Linked DNA regions of Mus musculus: region 1 is linked to region 2. Evidence: chromatin contacts called from public Hi-C data. All regions are on one chromosome and are shown on one strand. Each heading gives the region's core, a stretch centred on a gene start, on an enhancer-like site or on the middle of the called end of the contact. The rest is flanking DNA. Distances are from core to core; before and after follow the strand shown. Region 1 overlaps Cpped1 (calcineurin-like phosphoesterase domain containing 1). Region 2 overlaps Snx29 (sorting nexin 29).

Region 1 (4,821 bases), core at 2,248-4,747, 110 kb after region 2:
CTCGGATTTAGATGGCGGTCTTTCCTTGTGGTAGAGGACTGCAGAGTGGGAAAAGGTGAACGTGGACTTTCTGAAAGAGAACTGCCGTGTGGGTAAGTACTACCCTCAGATAAAGTATCAGAGGCCATCTTGTTACCACCCACCATTGCTTTTATGGCCCATAAGTGAAGAATGTGTCTTCTGTTTCTTCCTGGTCACCTTTAGCTTCTGTAAGGACCCACACAATGGGTTCAAACCTGCCCTGTCTGCCTCTTTACAGACACGGTCTGCCAACCCCTCACCTATACTTCAGTATAGGATTTATTTTTTTAACGTTGATGCCCTGAACAAAACCAGGACTCTGGGAGGAAGGACAAAAGATAATATCTATCATGATAAATTGAACAAGGCCATTTTCCTGCAAAGTATTGTTTTAAATATACAAAATAGAGATGAGTAAAAACCCTAAGGGAACACATCATTCACAAAGCTGCCACCCACAGATGACATGCAGTGAGCCCTGCACTGCCACCCACCCACAGATGGCATGCAGTGAGCCCTCACTGCCACTCACCCACAGATGGCATGCAGTGAGGCCTGCACTGCCACCCACCCACTGACAGCATGCAGTCAGCACTGCAGTGCCACCCACCCTCAAATGGCATACAGTGAGCCCTCACTGCCATTCATTTATAGACAGCATGCTGCAAACTCCTACACCATTGTGGAAGAGATATATTATACTTACAACAAAGTATCCTTCATCCTGAAGCTCCTGGCTTTACCTCTAAGGCTGGTGGGGGTGGTCAGTGACCTCCAGGACTGGTAAAGATTTTCTGGGGAAAGGAATCTGTCTACACTGCCTGTGGGGGCACAAACTAGCCACTATGAGAATTGGAGCGGAGGTCTCTAAAAACAGTACAGATAGAAGTAGCACATGATCTAGCTATACCAGACCTCAGCTACATATGAAGGGATCCAGATCAGGACAGAGTGGTACCAGTGCACCTGTTATCTTGTTACTATTCACAGTGACTAGGCGGTGATGCCCACATGTCCATCAGAGGATTACTGGACAATGGAAGTATGGTGGATCTACAATAGCTGGCCTCAAAGATCAAACCATGCTGCTTGTAAGAAATGGATGGAAGTAGAGATCCCCATATTAAGTAAAATAAGCCAGACACAAAAAAGACAAAGATTATGTTTTCTCTCATACATGAAGTCTAGAGGAGGAGATGAAAGCAACAAAACAGGGACTATTAGGAATCCCGAAGCACAAATGGGAGAAGAAGTAAGAATGGGTGACAAGAGGGGACAAAAATGGTCACAGTGCACTGTGTGTACAGAAAGGTCACAATGAAGCTAATTCTCTGCACAGCTAATATATACAAATAAAAAAAGAGAGAACTTTCTAATAAAAGTTCAAAGAAAGAACTCTTGGGAAGAAAACCAATGGCCATTCTGTAACCTAACTGAAGAGCCAGAGACTCCAGTGGAATCATCACACAAACGGAGTCTTCTCTCGGCAAGAACAGAGGCACGAACTCAAACAGGCCACAGCAGCTTCAGATGCACACATTGACTGGACTTTAGGTGCTTAAGCAGAAGACACAATCATGAGCCTACGGTTCCTATGAAGTACGAGTGTGATCTTTATAAGGGGACTAGGGAGTGGAAAGGAAGGAAAGGAGGAAGGAAAGAGGCAAGAAATGTTGCCAACATGGAATTCACCCACATGATGGTTAGTGTTCTGCTGACACACTCCACAATCACCTGGGAGATGGTCCCCTGTAGACTCCTATGGGGATTAACCTTATCTCCTTTGCTGAGGTGGTAAAGCTTGCTCACTGTGGGCAGCACCATTCCCTGCCGAGATGCTAGACTGACAATGGAGAAAGGGTCCCAAGCAGCAAACACTCAACATTGTGCTTCCTGCCTGTGGACTGGGTGTGGCCACACCTCCTTTCACAAGGACAAACCTCTTAATCCTTCCTAAACTGTCCCACCAGGCGGGGATCAAGCCTTCCAACATGCTTGCTTATGGAGACCATTCTCACTTGAACCACCACAAGGACTCTGACTGTGTCTGACCAACTATGCTGTTACCTTACTTTCATCACTGATATTCAAACACTATAAGTTTTTTTATACATTTATTTATTTAGTGTTGCATGAGCATGTGTGCAGACACCATGGCATATGTGTGGAGGGCAGAGGATGACTTAGAGGATTCGATTCTTTCCTTCCATCATGTGGGTCCCCAGGATTGAAACATCATCAGGCTCGGTGATGCAAACCAAACCCCGAGCCATCTCCTTGGCCCTCAAACGCTTAGGTAAGACAAAAGACCAGCAGCACCACTCAAGCCATTCCAGATGATGGTGTACAGCGAGCCCCCAGACCTAGGCTGTGCTGCTGTGACTAAAGGAAACAAAGACAAATTTTAGCTGTAGAGGAAGTTAGGGTGTTCTGCTCAAACTGGGGCTGTGGGCCAACATCCTCACAATGAAGCCACACTACGCTTTTATCCTCACTGTGAAGTATCAAGAGAGTGAGAACACAAGGAAGGGCCTGATCCATGGGCTGTGGCTTTGAAAGAGACCGGGGGCAGGGTGTGGAGTCATCACACGACATCCTCACCAGTAAAGAAAGACGTCGGCAGATACAGTCTCCTGATCTTGCTTGAACTTCCTAGATCTTATAACTATGCATTTTTATTCCTGATAAATTATAGCTTGTGGTGACAGCTCGGCAACAGAAACTGGACTAAGACACTCAGACACCAAGGTTTTACAAATGCGTCTCACTGAAGATTTCAGAAGGACGGCAACTGTTGTTTGAAAAGCAGGACCTGAAAGAGCAGACAGACTATTCTTCATAAATCTCTGACTGCTTCTCTCCTGGCTCAGAAGCGCCTTTTTGCAACACTACAATGTAACACTTTTTCTAAGAATGACCAGAAGGCTGGAAAGATGGCTCAGTAGAATGAGAACCCAAGATCAAACCTAGAACCTACGTGAAAAAATAAAATCCGATGTGGTGGCATGCCTCTGTCATCCCAGAACTGGGAGGTGGAGACAGGCAATGCCTGGGGCTCGCTAGCTGTCCAGCAAGACCTGAGCACTGGGCATCCAGGACAAGGATGACTGCGTCAAGTAAAGCAGATGGTGCGTGAGGAGCAATACTAAGTGCTCACATCTGGCCTCCATGTGCACGTGCTACACTCTCTGTGCATGCCTGCACACACACGTTTAGTCTGGCTCTCTGGAGAAGGAACCTCTAACCTTTCTTTTTATTCCTCTGGCCTGAAGGCCATGGAGGAGCCTGTGCTGTTTGCTGAATGAATACAGGCTGACTTCACTTCTGGAATCAGTAGAACACAATTCACACGCCAGATTCTTGATTTATAAATATTTACCATCAGGACTTGATTTTAACTTTAATTAGCCCAACTGTTAAGGATACCTCCAAAGTGAGAAATGAAATCCACCACTTCACAGCAGATGTAGCGTCAGCAGTTGGTCTTTTATCTCTTATGGAGAGGGAGGTGCAGACATCAAGCGCCTAAACTGTGGTGCTTTACGATAAATGGATCAAAATGTAAAACTGACCACGTCTGGAAGAATGAACGCGAGACTGACTGCATGCTAGAAGACAAGGTAAAGAGCAGAATCCATCAATCTGGCTCCAGAAGACCAGGGTTCTGTGGGTGCTGTAACAGGGGACACTTGTCTGTTCTTTTACAAAGTCAGTTCAAAAGAAAAGCCGCCAAAATAAGCTTCTTAAAAATGCACTTCAGACAGAGAGCACTGTAGGGTAGTTACCACGGTCTTGAGGCACACTGCTTTATTTAGAAGTTCTGATCATAGAGTGGTGCCCCCAAAGGTTGTTTGCTAGAATAGTGGTACAGTGTGTGCTTTAACAAAGAGCTGCATTTATTTGTTAAATTCCAAAGGGATTATCTAGTTTTGTAGCTCTCCCCTCTTCTAAATTAGTGGTCCCTTTCCAGAAAACTAGGAATAGCATGTATTCCTTATCTAGTCTAAATAATCTCAGGCTCAAAGTAGTCAAGTTTCCCATACCCTCCAGGAGCCCTGAGGCTTTGGTCTAGCCTTTGCTCAGGGTTGATGCTCCCGAGCAGACTGTAGGCTAGCCCTCAGAGCACACCTGGCTCTACCTGGAGAGTTTTGTGTGAAAAGAAGGAAGCCAGAAACACCCATCTAGTTAATGGCCTGCTGAGAAATCTCATCATAGTTCAGGATCACAGAGCAGCAAATAGTTCCGTATGGAGCACTGTTCAGGCATGGTGCCCAGCACTTCTAGGACACGCCTCATTTTATCTAATGCATCAACCCTGAGGGTGGAATGAGAACCTTTGTTTTACAAAGGACAATAGAAAGCAGAAAGAGATGCCACATGGTGAAGGGGCCACCAAAAGGGTGAGACTGAAGCTCTATCCCAACCCATGGATGGCCTGGTGCTTACCTGCCTGTTACATAGCTTCTCCCATCCCACTGGCCCCCACAGCAGCCATCTTGGGCATCTTTCATAAGTTTTCCCTTTGTTGGCTTCTGCATCCTAGCTATCCTATGACTTACGCAGAACCTGGGTTTAAGTTATTGAATTGCTTATGTCTTTCTAGGACATGTTAAAGTAAATATCAACCATTGGACATTTTAAGTAGTACCATGGCCTTCCCAATCCTTCTCTGCTCCAGGCTGCATCACAGGCCCCAGGCACAGTGTTGGGCTCACCCAGGAATATGAACTGAGAAGCAGGGGAGGTTCTCTGAGGGCAGACCCCTATACTGAGCCAGCCACATGACCACAGCAGGTTGCA
Region 2 (4,884 bases), core at 826-3,325:
ACAGTTCCACTCACTAGGGAACAAGCATTCAGACACATGAGACTGTTGGGGCCATTCTAATTCAAGTCACCACACACAGTATCTCTCAGTGACTTAGAACTTGGCAAGAATGTCAGCCTGCTATTGTCACCACCCTCAAGCAGATTCTATAGATGTACTCCACCATACCCCACTTTTTTGTTTTTGTTTTTGTTTTTTGTTTTTTGTTTTTTGTTTTGGTACTTTGAGTCTTTCTGTACATCCTTCAAGCCATGGATTCACAAGGAATAGGCTTCTGCAGATTAGGATCCTCTTAGAGAGCATCCCCTGGCTGGAGCAGCCAGCCTTTCTGCTAAACAACACGCCTTGCTCTTTGTCCCTTGCTCACCCTTAGTAAGTTTTCTTCACCTGGTAATTTTTCATGGAGTGTTTAATACACACACTGTATATTGGTCTTGCCCTGAGTTGTTCACATTGGTGCTAGCAGCACGCGGGGTGACGTTGTATACTTCCAGCTTTGCCATGGTAATATCTACAGGATGTTCCTTTCTGCCTGGTGCCCATTTCCCTGATGTCTGTGTACTTCCCATCCTTCTTGTTATACTTGAGTGTATATGATAGAGCATATTTTCTAAAAGACCTAGAGAGTCTACATCAGATGCCTTCCCCCTCCCTGTGTCCATCATTTTGTACATCTGTAAGATGGCACTTGTCGCTGACAGTGACGCCTTGCCCTTCTACATGGGTTCTGGGCTTGAGTTAAGGTCTGTTTACTTAAGAAGCAAGTACTTTACTGACTGAGTCATCTCTTCAGCCTTTTGTTTTTCCCCTGTGCAGTCAACCATTGGCCTTGAGCTCAAGTCACCATGCCTCAACACAGACATTCAACACTACCCCTAGACCTTTGTTCTAAGCCAAACACCCCTCAGCTGATTTCCTGCATTCATATTCCTCACCTAGCTGGAGACACCATGTCCCTCCCCTCCAGTTCTTTCCCAGTTGAATTCATCAGGGTTCTTTGCACCTTTTTGGGCAGGCCAACTAATTTTCTGAGGCCAGGGGTGAAGTCTGGCTTAATTCTTTCTGGATCCCTAGTGCCTATCTATAAGGGGGATAGAAATAGCCATTTGGCTGTCTCTGAGCTAGTAATACCTGATTGCTACCAGGGAAAGAGACCTGATGTGAATCGGGTCTAAAAGGTAGGGAGGGCACATGACTGAAACACAGTGTTTTCAAATCTGGTCCCCTCCAAAGGTGAGCCAACAAGCCAGCAGGAAGACCACTCTTTGGGAACCATTGGCCAAGACATTCTGATGTGACATTCAGATGGTGCTGAGTGTCTATTTAGAGTATAGTGTGTAGAACTGGGCACTGCACTTCTCCCTCTGAGAGACTGTGCTGGCCCCTTCTACTTCCCAGGCCTCCTCTGTACCTCTGTCACAGACCTGTGGGATGGTGCTGGCAGTCCTCAGTAAATAACTAACATGTCTCCATCTCTTCCTCTTCTTGTCTCTCTCGCTTACATAACCCAGTGAACTGGAAAGTCATTTGTCCTGAGCTAAGTTGTTTATCTTCTGCAGCATTTGACGGTGATAATATCACTCCATCAGTGTGGTCCTATGGTAATTTGGGCATTTTGTTCTAGCACCAAGGACATTACAGTTAATAACACATGAAGCCATTTCATTAAAAGGAAAGTTGAGCGAGGATACATTAACATAGGCTGTGAACCAAAACACAAATCATCTTACTCATTGCCTATTAAGGAAATAAAATGTATTAGGAACCTCAAGCCGTTTTGAAGAGTGTCTAATGCCATCTGATTGTTTTGCATGTGAGAGCCCTCACATCAGTGTCAGCTGTCTCTGCTTTCCTCTGCATGAATATGGTGTGGCTCCCGGCCGTTCCTACATCAGGAGCTCTGAGCTTGGTCTCCTCTGCCCTTTGTATCATGTAATGGTGCTTACAAGTCTTACTTGTTTGTTCCTTGGCTTCACTTTAAAACAAAGAAAATCACTGAGCTTTAGAGAACTTCTTATGCAATATGTCTGGAGCCATATGCCATTGTCCACGAGTTCCAGGAAGTGAGAGTCAGACTTGCATTTTCTAAGAGAAACAAGACCTATGTTTCTCTGGACCTGTTTTTCGTGCTCTGGGCTTGGTAGTGTAGACCTGTCATCCCATATACTTGGGGGTGGGGGTGAGGAGGAGCTGAGGCAGGAAAATCACAAGTTCAAGGCCAGCCTGAACTACAGAATGAGATCTCTGAAAATAAGAAATGAAAGTAATGGCTGGGGTGTGCCACATTGGTTGCCACTTGCTTAGCATGGCTGAGGCCCCAAGCTAAATCCCCAGAACCAAGGAGAGGAAAGAACAACACCGTACAGGGCTAACATTTGCTTCTGGGGTCAGGACTTCATGTGGGGCAGAAGCTGAGTAACAAGGGAGGTGTTTAGTGGCTGCTAGCAAGCAGAGGCAGCATGGTGGTTTGCTTGCAAACCCACTGTTTATATTTGTGAATTCTTGTTGCATGTGGGCCAGACTCTATAGTCTATTCCTTGTCAGGGTTTACAGCAGCCATTAAGTTATCCCTAAGAGGTCCCCTTCCTGAAATAGCTCTCTGGTTTGGGAGTCTGGGTGTGTTGGTGACAGGGTTGTATAAATGCCTTGTTGGCCTGCAGCCAGCACAGAGGGTACCCCGCTCAGGCTGAGTCAGAGCCCAGTGTGCATCCTGGGTTTATTTTAGTGCTTGCAAACCCACCCAGGGGGGTCAGGTTCTGACCTCTGGTGTTACCAATGAGCTTTCTGCAAGCAGAGGGCACCTAGTATTGCCCTATCCACAGCAACGCTTTCTGTTTGTATTCTCTTGTATGCCTAGCATTTGACAATTAATTAGGCATGGTAATTACCTGCTTTAATTTCGTGATTGCACATCCTATAATTACCCCTAATTCTGTAATAGGGAAGTTCATGTACACAAAGGCAGTGGATGACGGAGGTGACAGGGCTTGCCATATCTGCAGCTGCCATTGCTCACTGTGCCTGTTAGGCATGGCATCTCAGGATCACCCAGTGAGGCCAGGCTCCACCCCATTCTGCAGGGGAAGGAACTGAGTTTCAGGGCGAGGGACCATGCTTTGTGTTAAAGTAAGTATACTGGGGAGCAGCTAGGATGGCCCAGGCCTTTCCTGTGTATAGCTTTGTGCTCCGTGTCTCTGCCAACCTGCCTGATGTCCCTCATACTTTGGGCTAATGAGTCCTGTGTTGTGCTTGGCAGGCATTTGACCTGGAACTTCTACCTGCCAAAATGAGCTTGCAGATCTTAAATCTCTTTCCCTGCCTATCCTGCCCTCATCCACTGTGTGTATGACCAGTTGTTCACTGAAAGGAACAACTGACACTTGACGGATGTGTTGATACAGGTACTGGATGACACCATTCTAAATCCTGAAGTCACTCAGCTCTCCCCACATCAGCATCACCCTCATTTACCAAACAGAAGTGACTTCACTTAAAAGAGGTGGAAGTGGGGTTCAGACCCAGTGTTTAGCATCCCTCTCAGGGCTGATCCAGCCGCACCTGTATGTGAGTGGGCATAGCCCAACCACTGCCCACAGTTTGAGTTGGACATCTAGGTCCTCGACAGGAGAAAGGCACGACTTGCTCAAATACACATCGTGCAGACCCTGTCTTCCTATTGATTTCTGCCCACATCTGTTGCGTGTCACCACTGCTCTCTGGTGGAGATGCAGGACACTTAGCACCATCCTTTGTGCTCAGGTGGGCAGCCTTGCTAAGGGTACCTAGCTCATGACAATAGTGACCACAATTTTTTCATAATAGCATAGTTTTGCCTCCCACATTTAGATCTGTGTACCCCAAGGATCACGTACAAGTGCATCCAACTCATCCCTACAGAGCAGGTGAATACTGGTGACATGTTACCACTGTGGGATATTATACATCCATGCCAAAGCACTATTGAGAGGGCATGTAGCAGCATGGATGCATCTCACATACATTATCTGAGAAGGGCCAGACATGGTGGGTTATATAAGCATGACCCCACTTATATGAAGTTCAAGAAAGAAGAGAAGAAATACAGGGGCACGCACAGCTCTGCAGATGAGTGGCACTGACAAGTGAGAAGTGTGAGGGAGCCCATGGCATTCTGCAGGCATTCTTGGTTTTAGAATTAGCATGTCTTCACTGCACAGAATGATAAGCTTCGCTCTGGCCTTTAATATATATGCGGTGGCAGATCCTTGATAGCATTTATTTGTGTCACCCTATGTTGTCCTTCCTCCTAGTGTCCATCTAGGTCCCTACTCTTCATAAATGGCCCCTCTTCTAGTTCCATGTCTGATGTGTGCATCTGTGTATGTGTGCCTGTGCGTGCATGTGTGTGTGTGTGTGTGTGTGTGTGTGTGTGTATACATGTGCGTGGCACATGTGAGTATGTTTAAAGTTAGATGCCCATGTGAAAGAAAACACACAGCATTTTTCTGAGTCTGACTTATTTCATTTAACACGATCTCCAGTTCTATTCATATTTCCACAAATGACATGATTTTATTCCTTACAGCTAAACAAAACTGAGTTTTTATAGTGATGATTTCATTATCCATTCAAATGTTAATGGGTTCTTGAAGTTGGTAGTGTCTTGGTAAACCAGAGTACATATATAATTATGTTGGTAGTGTGCTGGCTTTGGATCCTTTTGGTGTGTCCTCAGCTGGGTCATACATAGTTCTACCTGAGCTTCTGAGGGGTCTGCATCCTGCTTTGCATAGTGGCTGTAACAGTTTCTTATCAGTAGAAATGAGCAAAGCTATTCCGGGTCCCGTCTTAGACTGTGTTGTTTGTTCACTAGACGAGCCCCAGATCCTCTTATTTCCTCGAGGC

What was found. Hi-C and Micro-C count contacts between places; a contact is called where the count stands out from the background.
Region 1: a Hi-C map of uterus shows a contact between it and region 2, with 2.3 times the contacts expected there. The contact joins two enhancer-like sites. A contact is called at or near these places in 2 of 39 promoter capture datasets (both in liver), 1 of 15 datasets of contacts at CTCF or cohesin (the NIH/3T3 cell line), 3 of 484 Hi-C or Micro-C datasets (the Ba/F3 cell line, cumulus cells and uterus) and 1 of 9 other capture datasets (embryonic stem cells).

Annotation. Positions count from the first base shown.
Region 1 is chr16:11,817,829-11,822,649 of GRCm38.p6, forward strand. The region is part of intron 3 of Cpped1 (calcineurin-like phosphoesterase domain containing 1); the gene reads right to left. Among named protein-coding and RNA genes, the nearest start is that of 4833415N18Rik, 41 kb to the left of the region's middle. Within about 2 kb of position 3,498, at least 4 of the 459 cell types and tissues checked have an H3K27ac peak or open chromatin away from gene starts, as enhancers often do. A contact at or near this core is called in uterus, where this site is marked.
Region 2 is chr16:11,707,531-11,712,414 of GRCm38.p6, forward strand. All of the region lies in intron 18 of Snx29 (sorting nexin 29), which reads left to right. Among named protein-coding and RNA genes, the nearest start is that of 4833415N18Rik, 70 kb to the right of the region's middle. Within about 2 kb of position 2,076, at least 19 of the 459 cell types and tissues checked have an H3K27ac peak or open chromatin away from gene starts, as enhancers often do. A contact at or near this core is called in uterus, where this site is marked.